2 separate regions of the Sus scrofa genome follow, and region 2 is linked to region 1. The links are chromatin contacts, called in public Hi-C maps. All regions are on one chromosome and are shown on one strand. The core of a region is the stretch at or near the end of the contact, and the rest is flanking DNA. Distances in the headings are between cores, read along the strand shown. Region 1 holds the start of RAB18 (ras-related protein Rab-18). Region 2 overlaps RAB18 (ras-related protein Rab-18).

Region 1 (7,886 bases), core at 1,931-4,430:
TAATTGCTAATCCTTACAACATCGCTTGTCATTAATGGTATTTTGTCAGGAAAGGCAAGGGAATTGGTCTGGCGGAAAGGAACAAATTTTAACACAGGCCCTGGGTATTAGGCAGCAGATCTTAGCCAGTGGTGCACTGTTAGCTGGAAATCTAGTCTAAATTCTACGTATGCATTTTTCCAGGCAGGGAGTCTATTTCTCTATTAGATTTTGAAAGGAATCCACAACCTGAAAATGACCAAGAACCATGCTCTAATGGACATATGTTTAAGTTTTCATATTTTCAAAGTTAAAACAGCAAAATATTCTCTATGCAGAGCAATAGATGGAGGGAGTAACTACCACCATTCCACTTGGAGACCAAATTTATAACTCATCAGTGTCATTATGATGAATCTTTATTTCTTAATTTACAAATGAAACTGGCCGAAAGGATGGGGATATAAGGGGCACAGGAGGGACAGCAATTTAGGTAGCAGAAAGTCTCTATAACCCCTTCCAGTTTCTGAAACACCATGCTACTTCTTTACTCGTCTAGATTCAAAGAAACAATCTTATAAATTTAAAACTAGATAGGGGCTGAGAGATTTCTTCTTCAACCTCACTTTTCAAATAAAGAAATGAAGGCCTAGAGAATTCCAGTGTCACACACAAGGTCACACAAGTAGCGGCAACAAGTTTCATAATTCTTATCTCCTGGCTGTTCTCACACATGCTTGTTATACTCCAAGTACAAAATAAACTTGAAAAATAACCCACTAACTTGAATGAGTTAGGACATTCTTTGCTGTGCAATGATTTTTCAACACAAGTAATATCTCACCTCCACTAAGTCTAGATCAAAAAGGAAAAAGAAACAGGAGTTCTCTTAGTGGCCCAGCAGTTAACAAACCCAACTAGTATCCATAAGGATTAGGGTTCCATCCCTGGCCTCACTCAGTGGGTTAAGGATCTGGCATTGCTGTGAGCTGTGGTGTAGGTCCCAGACTTGGCTCTGATCCTATGCTGCTATGGCTGTGGCGGAGGCCAGCAGCTGTAGCTCCAAGTGGACCCTAGCCTGGGAACTTCCATATGCTGTGGTGTGACCCTAAAAAAAGAGAGGGAGAAAGAGAGAAAGAGAGAGAGAGAGAGAGAGAGAGAGAGAGAGAGAGAGAGAGAGAGAGAAAGAAAGAAAGAAAGAAAGAAAGAAAGAAAGAAAGAAAGAAAGAAAAAGAAAAGAAAGAAGGAAAATAGAAACAATAGGTTAGATCAACCCTGTAAGATTATATCCGTAACAAATGTTTTCGTTTTTGTACTAACTCGCCTTAAAAAGCACAGGCTTCTAAAGTCATTTATTTTCACCTTATCCAAAAAGGTAAGTGGTTAATGTTGTTTTTCCACAGCCTATCACATACACCAATAATATATATCCACCTAGAAAAATGAGCCAACTTTCTCCCTAAATGCAACCCTTTCTTCAAAGAGGTAATGGTGTTAAAATTTTGTCATAATTAGTCTCCACCAAGTTTTGAGAAAAAGTTTGGAGCAGATTAGATCCAAGTACGTTTTTTTGGGGGGAGGGAACCATGGAAACCAATAAATCCACTTAACAGATCTTACTCTAGAGGGAGAACTTGAATTATGTAAACACGGCACCTCCAGTTAACCTTTACCTAACTTTTTAAACCCTCAAACACAATACACAGAGGTTATGAAAATGATTTTATTCAGCCCTTTAATACACACAGACATGCAGAAATCATACTATTTTGTTAACCCATGGTGTTTCATATTCTTTGCTATGTACAAATCCCTCACTCTTAATATTGTGTACATTAAATGAGGAAAACCATGAAAATGTACTGCCATGTTTTAAAAGTTTATGAAGTTCAGAACATATTACAGAAAAGATTTCAAATCTTCAAATATCTAAAAAAGTAAGACTTTACGAAGTGGTCTGAAAGCTGTTTATCAGCAAGTACAGCTAAAATACGAAATTGCTTACAGCTTCTGGAATTTGAATATTATTTAAAGATCAAAGCCGCCTACAACACAACTTACTCTTTTATCAGATGGCAAGGATTTTAACTTCACCTGGAGAACTGTTCTAAGACCAGGGTGATATCACAACCTCTCCTGCAACACCCACGAGGCTCCAGATCTCCAGGGGCTTCTTATACTCAACTCTAACTATAGCCAACATTACTTTCCCCCAAGAAAGGGCCGAGAAAGAAAACACACATAGTCTTGTGTTGTTTTATCTCTATATGATGTGGCAGAAGGAGAAGTAACAAGAACACTCGATGTTTAGAAGTGGCCCACAGTTTACGCTCTAGCATCTTAGCCGAAAGTGAATTACTCAAGTAGTCAGAAGACATGAGTTCTTTCACAGCTGACTCATTTAACAAAAAAAAAAAAAAAAAAAAAGCGGCCGCGGAATGTCACCTACGGCGTCACGAAACTTCCTGTGTAGAACACTACGTATTCAGAGAAAGCCCGACAGAAATCTCTCCGTGGTTTAGTGACAACTCTCCACTCGCGCGGTGACAGGCAGCCTGAGCCCGGACGGGCCGAGCGAGGCCTCGGCCTCGGCCGGACTCGGGCCCACACCCGCCCGCCACGCCCTGGGCGCCTCGGCAGCAAACCCGCCGGCCGAGTGGCGCCGTCCGAAATGCTTTCCTCTGGGTGCACAGGAAGAGAAGCGACAGAAGCCGGCCCGGCGGAGGCCGCGGACCCGGCGGGCGCGGGGGTGCGGGGAGCAGGGCCGCAGGCGCGAGGCCAGGCCGCCCAGCCCGACCAACGCCCGGTCGGCGCCGTTTACCGTTCCCGCCGCGGCCCAGCAGACAGCGACGACCCAAGCAGAAAGAGCCCCGCCGCCCTTGCCACGGCCGCAGACCCGCCTCACCTGGACTTGCCCACGCCACTCTCGCCGATGATGAGGATCTTCAGCGTAGTCAGCACGTCCTCGTCCATCCTGACCCCGCTCCGCGCCCGCCTGGCCGCGCCGGTCCGACTCTCTCAACCCTTCGTGGGGGAGCTGCCCGCGCATGCGCAGCGCCCAGCCCCGCCGCTGCCTCCTTCCTTTCACACCGGGTGTTTAGGTTGCAGGAGCCCGGGACGCCCCAGATCCGCCTGGACGTAGCTCTGCGTCTGCGCAAACCCAGAGTCCCAGGCGTCTTTCCGGAAGGTAAGCCCTCACTTGCGCAAGCGCAGAAGGAGAGAGCCGGATGTGATTTCACCTACCTTGCAGGCTCTTGCGCCTCCTCAGCCATAGCTTGACCCTCAACCTGTGGCTTGGGTACCTAGGAAAGAACTGAGTTAGGTCAGGGTCGATTAGTGCTCTTTTATTTCAGCAGCTGGTCCCAACAGCTGCATTGTTTGTGCTTGAAGGCAGATTGCCTTAATTTTAGGTATAACGCTTTATGTTATGTAGACTTTGAGCCTGTTTCCTAGTCAGCGGCAATAATACTTAGAATAATACTTAAAATAATTCCAGCTTCTTAGGATTGTGGGGAAGATTAAAGGATTGCGATGGCTCTTTGTAAACTGAAGTGTTTTATAAAAGGTGTGATCGGGTATTAACTTCCTGGCTTACCGTCTGTTAGATTGATGAGGACCTTTCGCACCTCAATTCATCTTCAAAGAGAGACATAAACCTCAGGTAGATCAAGTACATGCAGACCCTCTGGTGGTGCAACTTCAAATCATCTATTACTCATAAGAACTACTACACTCCAGCTGCAGGAATTGTGAGTACATGCTTTGTCTTAAGTTATAAATCTTAGTGAAGGCATCAAACCTCATGTATGGTAACTAGTAAAGTGCCTGGTACACGATAGACACTAAATAAACACTTTTTTGTATCTAATTATACTTGCAGCTAGTGCCAGGTACAATAGGTGTGTATTAAAGAATATATATGAATAAAATTTAAAATAAATTAATGTTTGTTAAATCCCTGGAAAAGCTCTTTCATCAGATATTCAATGGCTCCTTCACCTCCTTCAGGTCTTTGCTTGAATGTTGCCTTTTTAATGAGGCCGTCCATGTACAAAATTCAAAATTTGCAAATCCTTCCCACATTCCCTATACCTCTTTGCATTGTTTTTCTACATATCACTTACTGTCCTCCAATATATATTTTACTAGTTTATCTTTCCACTGGCTAGTCTTCCCCAAGGAAAAGGGAAGCTTTATGAAGACAAGGATCTTTTTTCTGCTTTGTTATGCCTTCTGTGTCTAGAGTAGTTTCTGGCATCTAATATGCGCCAAGTAAATATTTGTTGAATGAATTAATTGAATGAACATTCTGGAGTCCATTTCTAACTTTGGAAGGTGATGTCAATTGGACAACCTCAACCTCTCTTAAAATAGCCCTTGAACCTCAATCAAGTCTATCCAGCCTACTTTGGCTGTGGCATCAAGACCTTATTAGTGAGACTCACAATATAGTCAAGCTCTTCTGCTCTAGGGCAGTGATTCTGCAAGTGTTGTCCCCAAGTCCCTGGAGATCCCCTTCAGGGAAGTACACAAGATCAAAGTATGTTCATAATGATTCAAGATATTGTTTACTTTTTTCACTATTGTTCTTTAATACAACAGTGGCATTTCTGCAGAGGCTACGTAATGTGTGATAGTAAAAGAGATTGAAGGCAGAACCAAATTTGAGAATTCAGCTACTTTCTATAAAGCCAGACATTAAAGATATTTGCAAAAATGTAAAATATGACCACTTTTTCAATATTTTTTGTTGTAAAATAGTTATTTTCATAAACATTTGTCTTAAGCGGTAATAGGTTTATTATTTTTGTAATGGAGTAATACATGTTTAAAATTCCTCAGTTCTAATTTCTGATAGAGTAAATATGAATAGTCATAGCCACATAATCAGCTCTTTCAAGTCCTCAATCATTTGTAAGAGTTTATATTAATATGTACAACCCAAACATTTGAGAACTGTTGCATAATACTATTCATACCAAGATAAAAAAGTTTAAATACCAAGCCTGGAGTTATTGATGCTGCTAGTAACACTGTTGACCTACTTTGGCAACACCATATCCTTTTGGATTTCCTCCTACCTCTTGGCTATGTCTCAGTTTTTTGTGCAATCCTCTTGCTCATTTTTAAACATTTGTGTTTCTTGAATTTTGTCCTAGTTTTATCGTCTTACTCTATACACTGCACACACATCATCTTCTTACATTTTCATGGTTTCCACATCCCACTAATGTTGAGTAATCCCAGAGTTACGTCTCTGATTGAGATTTCTCTCCTGAGGTTGAGGCCAAGGTACCCACCTGCTAAGATATCTCCACGTGGGTGTGCCCAGATGCAGAAAACCAAGCTCAACATGAATCACACTGAACCCATTGTCTTCCCCTCTATTCTAGCTTTTTCTCCCAATTTCATTTTTAAGGAATGGCATTCACACCCACTCAACTTCCCCAGCCTCACCACCTACAGCCAAACAGTTCTACTCCTTAACATCCCTGAAATGCATCCACCTTCTTCACCACTTCCACCACTGCCCACATCAGGTCATCACCATCATTCTTTTGCTGGATCACTTACCTTATCTGCTGGCCTTCCTGCCTCCATTCTCCATTTTTCTCTCCCCTCAGGCTCTTCCCTACACCTCAGCCAAAGAGCTGTTCCTAAAAGGCAAACCTAGTCCTGCCATGCCACCTTTCACATGCGGCTCACTCCCCTTCCAGGTGTTTATTATCACAAGTCCTGATTATCCACCCAAGCTCATCTCTTGCATCCCATGCCTTGTACTCTGTGTACTGGACAAATTAAATTCCTTTCATGTTTTCAATGACCCAGGTTTTGTCTTGTCTCCAGGACCTTGCTGGTCCTTCCTCCCGGAGTCCTCTTCTGTCCCCTGTCCCCCATCCCATCTCTGTACAGACTCACACACACTTTCGCTTGAACATCTCCTACTCATCCTTCATGTTCCAGCTTTGGAGGTCGTTCCTCTGGAACCATTTCCCTGGCCTCCCAGGTCAGCCTTACATGTTCATCTTAGGTGTTCTGATGGGCCTATTGTGGTATGTACGCCACAGTATTATTATTGCATATTTAGTTGTTCATCCTCCTACCAGAATGTATGCTACTGCTGTTGCTTTCTTTTTTTCTTTTCCTTTTTTTTTTTTTTTTTTTTTTTTTGGTCTTTTTAGGGCCATACCCACGGCATATGGAAGTTCCCAGGCTAGGGTAGAATCAGAGCTGCAGCTGCTGACCTATGCCACAGCCACAGCAACACCAGCTCTGAGCCATGTCTGCGGCCTACACTATAGCTCACTGCAACGCTAGAACCTTAACCCACTGATTGAGGCCAGAGGTTGAACTCACATCTGCATGGACACTAGTCAGGTTCTGAACCTGCTGAGCCACAGCAGGAGTTCCCAGAATGTGTGCTCCTGGAAAGCAGAATTGATTACTGCCCTGTTCATTGTTCCACCTGCAGCATGTAGTACAATGCCAAGCATAGAGTTGTTGCTAAAATGTTTTTGGGTGAATATAAAAAACTCAAGTCAACCTCAGGAATTTGGAATAGCAAGATCTTCTTGTTTATTTGTACATACGTTGGGGTGTCTCTTGAATCTCTCTCTTGAACATTAGGGGAAGAAACTATTAAAGTACAACCATTAGGTACTTCTAAAAAGGAAGCAAGCATTGGTGCACAGAGAAGTCAGGATAGTGTTTTGTTGTTCTAAATAGGTGATACAGACGATAAATGCTCTAGAAATTCAGACTGGAATAATTGGGTCACTGAAGTTTAGGGCCACCAGAAAAAGCTTCACCATGAAGCAGGACTTGAACGGGGTACAGTTTAGACAAATATAAAAAGGGGGCAAGTCTTCAAGCAGAATGAATTTAGTATAAACAAAGGTATCAGGACTACATGTAAAAATATAATCTTTTAGGTGGATAAATCTGTCTATAGAGAGGAAGTATTAAGGAGCAGGCGGGAGTAAAGTCATTGTGGACACAGAATATTGCCTGCCCTATCAGCAAACAAAGGCTATTGCTGCCACCAAACCCTCAGCCAGTGCAGCCACCCACAGAGAGTGTCCCCTGAGGGCACTCAGATGGGAAAGAACAAGGCACTGGCCCCAGATAGTTAGGGTGCACATCAAAGGAATGATTTCAATAAGCCTAGACTCTTACATCTTTTCATACATAGAAAAGCACTAAAGCACTAACCTTTTGGTGTTTGATTACCTGTTTTGTTTTTTTTGTTTTGTTTTATATTTACGCTATTTTTTATTGTGATCAATTGTTATTTCCCTAATACATTTTCTTTCTACTATACAGCTGGCTGACCCAGTTACAAATACATGTATACATTCTTTTTTCTCACATTATGCTCCATCATAAGTGACTAGACATAGTTCCCAGTGCTACAGGATTTTTTTGTTTTTTGTCTTTTTAGGGCCTCACTTGTGGCATATAGAAGTTCCCAGGCTAGGGATCGAATTGGAGCTGCAGCTGCCAGCCTACACCACAGCTCACGGCAATGCCAGATCTTTAACCCACTGAGCAAGGCCAGGAATTGAACCCGCAGTCCTCATGGATTCTAGTCAGGTTCGTCACCATCGGGCCATGACAGGAACTCCTTGATCCATCCTCTAATATTAATTCTTTCTGTCAAAAAAGATATAATCAGCTCAGAAGGTAACATCTAAGGAAATAATTTTAAGACCTGAAGTTTGGGATGCCCTGTGGGCAAGCGCAGTATGTGGAAGGGATTGTAATTAAGGAATGACTTGGGAGTTTCCGTGGCGCAGTGGTTAACGAATCCTACTAGGAACCATGAGTTTGCGGTTCAGTCCCTACCCTTGCTCAGTGGGTTAACTATCCGGCGTTGCCGTGAGCTGTGGTGTAGGTCACAGACGTGG
Region 2 (7,886 bases), core at 3,120-5,619, 37 kb before region 1:
GCTGAGGACAGATCAACTTACAAGACTCACTTCACGCCTTCCCATAACTCACACAGACAAAAGTTAGAGATGTAAGTTGAATCCAGTAGAATACTTAAAAAAAGATGTACATTTTCAGACAAGTAAGATATATTCCAAGAATGTAAGGATGGTTTTGCATTGAGAAATCTTCAATATGATTTCTTATGTTAAACCAAGCAATGAAACCATTTGCTTGTATCAATAAGCAACAAAAAAATTTTTTTAATTCAGCTGCCACTTCAAACAAGACTGAAGTATGAAAATTATAGGCATAAATAATTTCTAAAATAGGCTATTTGTTGAAATAAAGAAAAAGCAAATAGTACAGTAAAAGGCAAAATATTATCCTGTTGTGGCTCAGTGGAAATGAATCTGACTAGTATCCATGACGATGTGGATTTGATCCCTGGCCTCACTCAGTGGGTTAAGGATCCAGCGTTGCCATGAGCTGTAGTGTAGGTCACAGACACAGCTCAGATCTGGAGTTGCTGGACTGCGGTGTGTAGGCCAGCAGCTGTAGCTCCCACTTGACCCCTAGCCTGGGAACCTCCATATGCCGCAGGTGCAACCCTAAAAAGACAAAAAAATAAAATAAAAATAAAAATAAAAACTATTTCTATAAAATCAAGATCAGGCAAAATTACCTTCACCCACACATGTTATGCACCTACAAAATAAATGCTAGCAATTAGCATTATAACAAATTCAATAAGATGTTTATAAGAAACATGTTTTTATTACAGAAAAAATAAGAGAAAAACCTTGATACAGTAATAGTAACAACAAAATGTCTAGGAATACATTAACAAATATAGCTAGAGGATGTATATGAAGGAGATTCTAAAATTTTATTGAAGGATACAAAAGCAAGGACTCAATAAATGGAAAGATATGCCATGTTTCTGGATGGGAAGACTTTTTAAAATATCAGTTTATAAGTTAATATATAATGAGGCTATTGTCAGAATTTCAAATATTTTATCTTGTAACTGGATAAAATGACTGCCAACATAAGTTGTTTAAAAAATTAGGGGGAGAACTTGATTTATAAATATACTATAAATCATATAAATATGATCTGATAGAGGACTACATTTGTAGAACAGAATAAAATCTAGAATTCAACTCTGTATCTATTAAGAAACATTATGATCCATCTAGAACCCTGGCCTCTTTCTTCACTTATGATTTCCACCCCATGTCAGGTACCTGTACATGTCTATAATCACGATTTACTCTCAAAAAAATCTCAATTATCAAGCATCTCTCCACTGTCGCCTATCTTTCCAGTTCCCTTGCCTTAATAGATCCATTCCAATACATCTGACTTTACGTGGGAGCAGCCATCCTTTAGTTCCACCATTTTTCCCCCATTAATAATTTCCTGTTGCCGCCACTAGTTTAAAAAAAGTGACTGATCACTTACATGTGGAATCTAAAACATACAACAAACTAGTGGGTATAACAGAAAAGCAGCAGACTCGCAGATATACAAACAGTTTCCGTGGGGAGAGGGGAGAGGATAGGGGCAGTACTGTGTGTGGTGGTGGGAGGATTAAGAAGTACAAACTGTTAGGTGTAAAGTAAGCTACAAGGGTATAATGTACAACATGGGGAATAGAGCCAATATTTTACAACTATAAATGGAGTATAAACTTTAAAAATTATGACTCCCTACATTGTACACCTGTAACTTACTGTTTACCAACTATATTTCAATTTAAAAAAATGACTGCTCCAGCTTAGGAGGACACACTTGAGCACAAGGGTTTGTTTAAATGCCCTTCTTCCAAAATGTTAAAAACATATTAAAAGAATTGAAGAATAAATCTTAATAGTGAAGGCAGTGAAGAATGTTATCATACATTTCTAAATTTATGCAAAATGAAGAAAAGATGGGTGGCTCTACTGGATAAAAGAGGAGAAAAAGGACCTACAAATTATCATACTAAGTGAAGTTACTCTGATATCGCTTACACGTGGAATCTAAAAAGAGGCTACAAATGAACTTATTTGCAGAACAGAAACAGACTTACAAACTTCAAAAAATTTATGGTTATTACCAAAGGGGATATGGGGTGGACTAGGGGTTTGGGATGGAAATGTTCTAAAATTAGGTTGTGATGACGCTTGTACAACTATAAATATAAAACTTCTGGAATGTCCCCGGTAACAGGAATGTTTCAGATCTTGTGATAGTGGTTATATTTATTATTAATTTATTAATGTTATTTAATATTTCATACAGCAATACATTTATTAAAACCCATCAATATAAAGTTCTAAAATGGGCATGTTTATTTAATGTAAAATGTACTTCAATAAAGACTTTAGGATCTTATCCTCCAGACATGAAACAACAACTCACTGCCCACTCATGGGCAACTGGCTGAATAAGCTGTGCAATCTACAACAGACGGTTTGCAACCTTAAAAAAAGAATGAGGGAGGGCTCCACAAACTAATGATATATGGAGTGATTTTTCAGGTTACACTGTTAAGTGAAAAAGCAAGATTCAAGAGTATCCATAGTATGCTACCTTTTGTATGGTTTATCAAAAAAAAAAAAAAGAACATTGCATAATTTTTGCAAAAAGAAACATGGGGGGAATTACCAGAACCTAGTGATAATGACCATATGTGGAGAGAGCTTGAGATCAGGACAAAGTGAATAGATTTGGGAACATGACTTTCTCCATTCAGCTTTTTATAATATGGTATTGGCTTTTGAGCCATGTGAAATGTTTCAATTATTCAAAAGATTAAAAGGGATGAAAAAAGTAAGCTCTAAAATTGAATATAAGCAGGAACAAATGAACTTATACCAAATAGATAATAAAACCTCATAAAAAATTTATTCAAGTAATTTGAACACTTGACTATATACCCATAGTGAGGTACACACCTAAGGTCAAAAAGAATGCAAGTGAATTTCGACATTTTCTTAGCAGGGTCATGGTTGGTAGTTCTACTGGTATTGCAAGAAATCATTTTGTAAGAGTGATTTGTTCGTGTTTCTATTAATGAACAGCGAACTGTGCAAGAGGCAAATGTAAACAGACATGTTTATTTGTACATGCCGTGCTCTCTATCCAGCACTGCAAGATTAGTGTTGTTTTTAGAGTAAACTTAGATGTGGATTGTGTGTTTATCCTAAAAATGGTGGTATGTGTGTGACACATGGGAATATATAGCTTAAAATTCCTAGCGAAGAAAACATGCCTGAAGGAATACAAAGCTAAAAAGGATAACTGTTTCAAGACCAGGAGCCTGTACTACCTCCTAACACGACAGCAGCTAGACTTCAGAGGCTGGGACATGCAGGAAGCCACAGAGCCTGACCTGAGGTTGGCAGTCAACACACAGGTCTTCACCCGCTGGGAACCCAGCAGTACTCTCATCAGGCACCTCATTTGCATTTATCGGCTCTCCTTAGAAACCACTCTATCATTTATTTACAGATCACTGGTCTAGACCACTTTTTGCCTGTTAAAAAGACCACAAACTGCTTGTAGAAGAAAAAAGGAAAATACAAGAGTTCCCGTCATGGCTCAGCTGAAACAAATCTAATATCCATGAGGATGCGGGTTCAATCCCCGGCATTGCTGTGAGCTGTGGTGAGGGTCACAAATGCGGCTTGGATCCTGTGTTGCTGTGGCTGTGGTGTAGGCTGGCTGGCAGCTGAGCTCTGATTCCACCCCTAGCCTGGGAACTTCCATATGCCCCAGGTGCGCCCCTAAAAAGCAAAAAAAAAAAAGAAAGAAAAATACACATATGCACATATGGAATGAGAAACTACAACTTTAGAAAAATACTTTTCAAATGGGTATATCCAATCTTATTCCAGAAAAATTTTAAACCTCAGAAGAAAAAAAACCACTTTGTTTTCTCTATGTGAATTTTTTGACTTTAGAAAAACTGAGACCAATAACCACAACATGCTAATTATAACAGCTAACACTTACTGAAGTGCACTCTGTCAAGCTTTACACTCCCTAACTCAATCAATGCTCAGAACCCTACAGTGTTGAGACCACTATTACCCCACTTTCGAGAGGAAGAAACTGAGACAGACTCAAGAAGGCTGAGTAACTCACCCAGGATCTTTCAGCAGTGAAATAAATGAGCTAAGGATGTGAGCTCACTCTGATTCCAAAAGCCACACTCCTAACTTTATGCTATAATGACTTCTATGAAACTTGCAACAAACGGACAATATCCATTATTATTATTTTTCTTTTTTTCATGGCCACACCTGTGACACATGGACACTCCCAGGGTAGGGGTTGAATGGGAACTGCAGTTGCCAGCCTACACCACAGCTACAGCAATACTGATCCAAGCCACATCTGTGACCTTGCGGCAACACTGAATCCTTAACCCACTGAGCGAGGCCACAGATCAAACCCGCATCCTCATGGACACTACATCAGGTTCTTAACCCACTGAGCCACAATTGGAATTCCAATATCCATTTAAAAAAATAAGTATTCCAGCATATAAAAAAAGAATCTCAATTTTATGAGTCTTGCAAAACATGAAGTTAGCAACAACAGAAAACAGCCCAGTCTCACTATGACTACATACGAAAAAAGCAGAAAGTGGCAGATCCTGGGGAGAGCTTGGCCTATGCAAATACAGGAGGCCTGGCCTTGGAAAGGGCTGGGAGGGCTGGCTGCATGTAATGGCCCTGGTCAAAGGCTGGGGTATGCAGGCCTTAGCAGCAGTTGTGAAATAGGACGTTTCCTCTAAACACATTGTCAGGAAACAGATTCGAAAAAATACAGAAACAAAACAGCTGCAATTTCCTCTAAATAAATATATACACTAAAGTTACAAATGATATTTTTTTCTATTTTACCTAGAAAACTAAAGAAACCTTAGTTGAAACCAAAGTACCAAACTGATTAGTCAGTTGGACAGACAGAAAAAACAGTAGCTTTTTCTTCTTAGCATCAACTACATAGATTCTGAAATGAGAAGACTGATTCTATTCACCCTAATGAAAAAAACAGTTCTTGGTAAGAATAGTTCTTAAAAAAGAAGCTTAAGGGCCTATGTAAAAAGAAACTATAAACATAAAAACAGTTTAAGAGCTGAATAGAAAGATATCTCTTTTCCTAATGGCAAGTCTTACCATTAAATTATCAGTTTTCTTATAATTAATGTAGAAATTTTTATCAAATGATTCCAATTGATAAAGTTTTAACAAACTGATTAAAATGATTACGTTTTTAGTTTAAAAATGTTTACTTATGCAATATTTCAAACAAATTCAAAAGACAGACCACTAATTGGGAAGAGTAATATACATTAGTGACAAAGGATTAGTATCCATATCACATTTTATAAAGAACTTCTCTCTTAAAAAAAGAAAGATCTACACAAAGGAAAAAATGGGCAAAGAATAAGGCGAAAGACTCATATGTTAAAAAAAAAAAAAAAAAAAAAAAAACACTGAAAAAGAGTCAGAAAGCATTTGCCTTATCAGCCACAAACATACACGACTAACAAAACTTTCATTCTGCCATGGCTCTGTGGCAGTCTGATGAAACCCAGAGAGCCCTTCCGAGACTGTTTTTAAAGCATAAACGAAACATACGGGATTACAGAAAGCCAATTACACTGAAATCCATAAACTTCCAAGGTGAAGAGACCCTAAAATAGAAGGCCAAAGTAGATTCTAGTACTCTGGGAATTTTATCTAGGGCAAAATTGGTCCTTCAGCTCAGTGGGAAATTTATTTAATGCACACAACTGACACACCACGTGAAGACCAAGATTGCACCTACCTTGTGTCATAAGCAGAAGTGAATTACAGTTAGTAAAGTGTTAAGAAAAAAATAAAAGTCTCAGAAAGGTTAAGGAGATTGCATGTACAGCCTAAGGGGTGAGGAACCCAAAAGGTATAAAATATTTAAAGATAAATTGTAAGAAGAAACACAGTATAAGCAAACTGAAAAACAAACACTGGATTAGAAATAGATGCTCACAACACACACACACACACACACACAGGTTAATATCTGTACTAACCAAACAGCTCATATAACAATAATAAAACCAGAAAAAGACTGAGCAGAAAAACTGACAAATTTCAAAAAAGAGCAACTCCAAATAGCCTAAAAACATGGAAAAAAATGCTCTGCAGAAAATGCAAACGTTATGTAACATAAGTTAACACCATATAAATATCAAAGTGGCAAAAATAAAAATTTGAGAACACCTCATGCTGCTGATGGAGAATGCCGTGGAAAAATGATACCCTTCATATTTCTAAGGAGAAATGTAAATTGTTATGGACGTTTGGAAAGCAATTTATGAAATATATCAAAACTGAAAAACATACATTTTGTTTTGCCCAGGAATCCAACCTAAATATCCATCCCATAGAAACAAAAAGATATGTGTATAAGGATATTTATTGAAGCACCATCTGCAGAGGCAAAAATGGAACCAATATAAATATTCATTACTAGAGGAACAGCTAAATAGACTGTGGTAATCCACACCATGGAATATAATATTGTACAATCACTAAAAGAGATGCTAGCTGCATCTAAGTTGGCTTGGAGGGATTTTTCACAATCTATTGTTGGGTAAAAACAGCAAAAGGCAGAAGTGAATACGTAGGCAATCTTGTTTTTGTAAAACAACAGAATTAAAACAACGTATAAATGCATTCTTGCATATGATTAAAGAGGCATGGAGAGATGCATAAAAGCACACATGCCAGGTCCTAACAATGACTGTCTCAGGGAGGAGAGGTCAAGAGTGAGGGCTAGATGACAGAGGAGATTGAACCACAAATACACGAGACCCTATACAATACGGCGTCCTTAAAATTACACGTATGGAGTTAACTCATATATATGTCCACAAAAAAATATATGAAAGTAACCTCACTAAAATGTTAACAGTTACTTAAGAATTATGACTTTCCAAGTGGCAGTCATCAACATACTGAAATCAATGTACAAAGAGCCCGTCCAAGTAAGATCATATATACTCACTCACCATGCATACATTTGTTTACAAGAAAAAAAAAAAAAATCCAACTCAAACTGGCTTAAATAAAAAAGGAATTTATTGGCTCACATAGGTGAAGAGTCCAGCAGTAGCACTAACTTCAGGTCCAGGTTGATCCAGAGGCTCCAGATTGCATCAAGACTCCAACTCAGACGCCCTTTCCCTTTCTTGGTAGTGTCCTCGGCCTGACTCCTTTGAATTAGAAAAATGGCTGCAGCATGTTCAGAATGTGAATCTTCATACCACGCTATCATCCGCAGTTCCTGAGGAAGCCCCAGCCAACATCTTTTAACGAAGTGGCCTGATCTGGGTCAGTTCCCTATCCCTGGGGGCAGTACATGGGGCCGTGGTGGTGGTGGTGGTGGGGGGCAGCGGGGGCAGGGAGTGGCCCTGGTTAGATAACCAGGCCAGCTCTAGAGCTGATGGTGCGACAGTCCCATTCAAGCTGCGTGGGTGCTGATGGGGGGCAGTTATCCAAAGAGAAGGTGGGCTGTACTGTGAGAGAAGGAAGTGGATGCTGGGTGGGCAACCACAGCATACACGAATAAGGCATAAAAGAAAATAATACAAATATCCAATGAAATATTAAAAGTGCTCAACCCTGCTAGTAAGCAGAGAAATACAAATAAAATTACATAATTTGTGGTTTATCAGGTTAATAAAAACAAAAAAAGAAAAAGAAACATTGCTCCTGTGTGTGAGAGATGGTGAGAGGTCAGCTCCTGTGAATAGGTGCTCACACCACCACTGGAAATGTCTGTGACAAAACAAAACAGTTGATAACTAAGAGGCACTGAAGCAAACTTTATACCACAGTCAGAAAGGCTACTGATTCCT

The links. A called contact is a pair of places that touch in the nucleus more often than the background predicts.
Region 2: a contact with region 1 is called in a Hi-C map of liver, with 4 times the contacts expected there. The contact joins the enhancer-like site here to the promoter of RAB18 in region 1. A contact is called at or near these places in 3 of 5 promoter capture datasets (fetal liver, fetal skeletal muscle and liver), 5 of 47 Hi-C or Micro-C datasets (liver and skeletal muscle) and 2 of 2 datasets of contacts at active chromatin or transcription factors (alveolar macrophages and skeletal muscle).

What each region holds. Positions count from the first base shown.
Region 1 is chr10:38,965,675-38,973,560 of Sscrofa11.1, reverse strand. RAB18 (ras-related protein Rab-18) reads right to left here and starts at 3,180. Exons shown (of 7, transcript XM_021064710.1): 1 at 2,885-3,180. The coding sequence starts at 2,952. It overlaps LOC102165822 (a long non-coding RNA gene), which reads left to right and starts at 3,176. Exons shown (of 3, transcript XR_002336324.1): 1 at 3,176-3,728.
Region 2 is chr10:39,004,179-39,012,064 of Sscrofa11.1, reverse strand. It overlaps RAB18 (ras-related protein Rab-18), which reads right to left. Exons shown (of 7, transcript XM_021064710.1): 7 at 7,090-7,241. The coding sequence ends at 7,198. Among named protein-coding and RNA genes, the nearest start is that of RAB18, 38 kb to the right of the region's middle. Within about 2 kb of position 4,369, at least 14 of the 83 cell types and tissues checked have an H3K27ac peak or open chromatin away from gene starts, as enhancers often do. A contact at or near this core is called in alveolar macrophages, fetal liver and liver, where this site is marked.